2 separate regions of the Oryzias latipes genome follow, and region 1 is linked to region 2. The links are chromatin contacts, called in public Hi-C maps. All regions are on one chromosome and are shown on one strand. The core of a region is the stretch at or near the end of the contact, and the rest is flanking DNA. Distances in the headings are between cores, read along the strand shown.

Region 1 (2,700 bases), core at 44-2,543, 180 kb after region 2:
GAAGCAGCAGCATGCCTGTGGTCATAGAACTCCACAAAACAGTATGGATCATTTCCTGCCGTCTGTTAACAGGAAACCAACACATCTCAGGTCAACACTTCAATCCCTACCGATGAGAAGACCTAAGCACTAATGCCCGGTGTGTCAGATTAAAATGACAAGAATATTTCAGGTAATGTTCACATAAATGTTCCTGTGTGTCTCCAGATCAGGACATTTGCAGTTGAAAAACCAACACTTACATCAACAATCATTTTACAGCTCTTGCAGGGTCCTATCTGTGTAAAGACCTGCAGAATGAGAGGCTCTGTGACATCCCTGGACAGATTCCCCACGTATCTACGAGGAACGAGAGAAATAAGCGACTTCAAACAGGAAGTGGCATACAAACAAAGGGTTCTATGCCGGGCTAGCAACAACCACACTAACTATCAAATACGGGTAATATAATTGGGGGGAATAATATGGCGAAGGAGGCCCATACATTACAGAATAGGGTGCACAAGACAAGACTGTACACAAGCAAGTTATGTGCGCCCCCCTTCTCAGCGGGGGTGTCCCGTGTAGATCGAGTCCGTTGACGTGGCTCACTTTTAAAGCTAGCTAAAAAACGTCGCTAACCGGTTTGAAGGGCCTCGACTCGAGCTCGCTTTAGCAGCAAAGCCGTGCTTTGTGAAACAAGACCCATTCGTCACAATGTAAATAACGAATACCACATTTAATTGCTATAGCGAGCATAATTGTTATTACAAAAAGATGAAGAAAATATGTGCAATGGTTTACATATTCAGCTAATGATAACCGGGGACTAGCTAGCTAAATATATTTCCATGCGAGTTACAGTTCCGCATTTTCAAATCTAAGTTTTTGTTAGTAGGACAAGAATATTTGTTCAATGTAATCACAATTACCTGGACTAACAGAAAAACTACCGACTGTTTTTTAAAGACATTATTACTCATTGTGTGGCAGAGTTTTAATTTAAATAATGTGGAAACGTCTGAGAAGCACGGTGAATAGACGAAGCCATTACATTCCTGGACATAGACACAGCCGCTTCACTCACAAGGTTCTAGGTTGATCGTCTTCCATCGTCAAGGTGTAGTGGTCGCGTCCGGAGAGGCTTTTAGTCCAATAACATACGAATAATTTATGTTAAACGTAAGTTAACCTAAACATAAAAAATAAATATGTACAATTTAATGATTAGTCTGTGGGCGATTTTGGTTCCACACACACCACAGAGAGCCTCAGTCTGAAGCAAACAATAGGAAGTTGAAGATGGCGGAGGAATGGCGTCAGAAGCGTCAACCTCGCTGCGCGCTAAAATGCTGCCAACATCAAGAACATTCTCTCACACCAGAAAAATGACCATAAGAATTGGTAGACTTCAACAAACCACATCTTTTTTGTGTAGACCGATAAATATTTAACTAATCGTTTAATTTAAATCAGAAAAACTGGAAATTTTAAGAGAATGTACTGCAACACAGTTATGGAGTTATTGCACCATTTTTTTTTCTTTTTTTTTTTTACGTTTTTCTACAGTTTGCGAAACGAACTAACTAAACCAACTAAACGAAAAGCAAGCCAAAATAAACAAAACGGCAGTGCGCCGCCCGGGAATCGAACCCGGGTCGCAAGAATGGGAATCTTGCATGATACCACTACACCAGCGGCGCTACGTGTGATTACCGGACGTACTGATAAAGATATACCTAGGCAAAAATGAGGTGGAAGAAAAGTCTTTGATGGGAAATATTGGAAACAAAAAATTACTTTTCTACTCGTGAACTCACAGGAATAATTGCTGACTTTTTCATACATATTCTAAGTATATGCTTCCCCATGTAGAATATATCAAACAACTTGGGTGTAAACGAGGTTTGTGGGATTTTCTAGAAGCAAAGTATTCTTGTTGTAATAAATATCAGGTTAGAATTTAATTTAAAACAAAAAATTGAGGTACAATTAAGGAGAAATCTAAAGGCGTGTTTGCTTTCACCTTCATTTTCCCCTTAACACTGACTTATTCATTTCAGTCTTTTGATAACATCATTGTTTCTGCTTTTACAGCAATATAAACATCAAAACATTGTTTTAATTAAATCTCTTGAACTACTGAAAATACTTTCTTGCCAGCCCTTTTGACACCACATCTTGGGACTTCAGTGGTTGTCTCTGCAAGTTCTGCAACCACTTGAGGGTTTCATCACTGATGCCCTAACTTTACAGAAATAAAGCAATAATATAGGGAGATTACCACATTGTACACATTTTCTTTTTTTAAAAAGTATGACTTAGAAAAAACTCTACCTAAATATTAATACATCTTTCATTGTAATAAAATTGAAAAAATTCTGTTTATTTAATTATCACAATGTTTAGTATAACTGTATCTCGTATAAGTTGCTTTTACCCAAGCAAATTTACAGTGCTTTTATTTTGGTAACATAAAATATATATAGGGAACAGTCAACATTGTCTGAGTTTTCCACAACAAAAAATTGTTCAGTACAAGAAAAAAAAATAGAATAAATGTCCCTTAACCAATACGGTTCTAAAAATATGTTTGAAGAAATAAAAGTCTGCTTATTTTCACATTTAAGAGGCCTTCTAAAAGTACACAAAAGATGCTGCACTAACAGCCAAAACAATGAAAAACGTCAGTCTTACAAACTCTTGATTAGTTTGCAGAAC
Region 2 (2,700 bases), core at 151-2,650:
ACTGAGTAAAATATAATTAGATTTAAATTTGGAAATTGTGATAAAGCTTGAATTTGCTTATTTTCTTAGTAGGATGACAGATTGATACATTTACAGCTGCTTATTTTATTATCTGTTAAACAACATCATGCAGGCTCACCTGTAGTACACGCCAGTGTGTCCTTCTTCAATCTTGTGGACAGATGCTAAGAGCGCCGCTCCTCCAAGAGCAGCAATTACGGAGAAAACGACCCCCCACTGTGCCATCCTGACAAGGAGACAGGGAACAGGAGCAGGTGAGAGGAAGAAGCTGGAGGATCAAGACGCTCTTCTTGCAATATGTGACTATGAAACTGTCACTGGAACCCGTCAGCGCTCTGGACAATAACAGTGGACTCACTCGTTTATCTCCTCTCAGCTCAGGCTTAGCCAGGCATCAGCAGCAGCTCTGACCCTGTCACATACAGAAGATCGAGGCTGGAGTTCAGAAAAACAACTTCTCCGCCGATAGTGATGGCGCTCACATCAATCCATCGCACGTTCAACACAAACACAAATACTGGAGGACGGCTTGTTGTTCAGTCACATTGCTCTGAGAGTCAGATGAGCTGCCACAGCTTTGGGGGGGACGGATTTGCAAACACAATCTGCTGAACCTTATGGCTCCACTAAAGCCCCGCCCACAATCAGAGTGATCAGCCCGTCAATTTCTTCACACTCCTGCCGGAGGCCTCAAATATACATTTCTGTAAGTGTTTATTGGTCATTTAGCTTGATTACAGGATCAATCAGGTGAGGGACATACATACATATAAATGTTACCAAGCATCATTCGAATTTGACCCAAACAAACTAAAATAAATACATAAATAAAACAAAAAATTTTGTGTAAAAAATGTTATGTAATGACAACACAAATTAGAACTAAAGAAACGTTCAGCATTGTGGACTTCACAGCTAACGAAATTAGCAAAGTGGGACCCACTGTGCCCTTTATATCCCAAAATAAACCGCTTATTTTAGGAGTCTGGTCTTTCAAACACATCTCAATATGTCACGTCTCCCATTCATTTTGGAATGATTGGGCAACTGAACTTGGCGTGTGTTTTCTCTTAATACAATCCAATTTGTCCATACCTTTGCACGTGTACTCAGCTTCGAATTACATTACTTTGATGTTAAAGAGCAAAGCAAAGAGCGTGTAACCACAAAATCACACGTGTATGTCTCAATATCTCTGAGCTTACCTGAAAATTGTATTCAGAAAAAACAAAACAGGAAACAAACGACCTACAGCTTCTTCTTCTGCTTTGATCCCATGTAGTGTTCCTTGTCTACAGCACTGCAAGCGCGCCCCCTGGTGGACACTGGGATTTTTATCTTCAAGGCCAGATCCGTGAGACACAGGTTTCATATGAATTATCTAAAATAATGTACACATTGAAAAGAAAAGAAAACGTCATAACCTACAATATCCCCAAAACTGCTGAAAAGATTTTCCTAAACCATAGGAAATTATGATTATTTATATTATGTGTTTTTTTCTTTTTTAATGAAAATCCTGTCTCTGAATTTGTTATTCAAAGCATTCCTCTGAGCTGTTTAATTTGCTTTTCTTTGCCATTGTATAGACTTCCTATCTGAAACAAGTGCAGCAACAAGGGGTGAATGAGAATGAGTCACCAGATGCTCAGGAGTTAATCTGTTACCAGACTGACCACGGACAAAGCAAGTATTAACAAAGCTTTCCACGTCTGAGATGTGAGATCTATCACATGAAATTCCTGTCCATCTTCAAGGAACACCACCTTCTGCAGGTTTTATGTGTTTTTGCCTCTTAAACACACCTGATTCTCTTTTGAGGTCTTCGCACATGTGATCTTCAAGACTGAGTTTTCCAAGTCTTATATACGTTTTAAAAGGTCTTTGCTCTCAGACCACTTAGAGTTTTTGTGATATTTTATGAACAATTTCTTCTGTGAGAGTTAACATCCAGTGTTAGGTCACATTTCACTATCATGTCCCTCACCTTTGGAATGGCTTTTCTGAGGACCTAAGAGCTTTTGCTTTGTGATTTAACTAGCATGGCATTCTATGGGTTTTGCTTATCTTTTTTGTGTGTTTTCATTATATGGACCTCTAAAGGATTTCTTGCCGTTGATTTACACAACTTTACTTCATAACATGATTTCACTCGGCTCATCCAGAGTGATCAGCAGATTTACCATCTCTAAATGAGACTCAAAAGAGAAAAGATCATGTTCTCTTCCCCCACTAGGTGGTGTAATGACTTTGAAAAAGAATTTCAGTATGTTCAGTATTTTCTTTCACCAACCAAAGTGAATAAACACTAGTAGAAAGATGCGGAGTCTAGAGCTACCAGACCAGAGGTCCAGAGGAAGACCAAAGAGGAGATTTATGGATGCAGTGAATGAAGGTAGCTGGTGTTAGAGGAGATTGTGCAGAACACAAGGTTAGATGGAGGAAGCTGATTCACTGTGGCTGGTATCAAGCATCATCCTTTCGGCTTTTCAAAAGGAAAAGAAGAAGAAAAAAGTGGAAAAAAAACCAGAAACTGCACACTCTTGTGGCTTCTAGAACTTGCTGTGTCATTGTTAACCATGCATTTCTCCACACTAAATCCGAGTAATCATATCCTGGTTTTATCAGCCTGTGAAGAATTTCCTGACCCATCAGCTTGATCTGGACAAAATGAGCCAG

What was found. A called contact is a pair of places that touch in the nucleus more often than the background predicts.
Region 1: a Hi-C map of embryo shows a contact between it and region 2, with 2.5 times the contacts expected there. The contact joins the promoter of LOC101158614 here to the promoter of LOC101158114 in region 2. A contact is called at or near these places in 4 of 5 Hi-C or Micro-C datasets (embryo, fibroblasts and gastrula embryo).

What each region holds. Positions count from the first base shown.
Region 1 is chr9:25,251,192-25,253,891 of ASM223467v1, forward strand. LOC101158614 (nucleolysin TIA-1) reads right to left here and starts at 1,294. Exons shown (of 12, transcript XM_011479548.3): 1 at 1,067-1,294; 2 at 243-339; 3 at 1-62. The coding sequence starts at 1,092. trnag-ccc (a tRNA gene) reads right to left here and starts at 1,682; the gene lies at 1,612-1,682.
Region 2 is chr9:25,071,222-25,073,921 of ASM223467v1, forward strand. LOC101158114 (erlin-2) reads right to left here and starts at 1,401. Exons shown (of 12, transcript XM_020706197.2): 1 at 1,227-1,401; 2 at 140-247. The coding sequence starts at 1,393.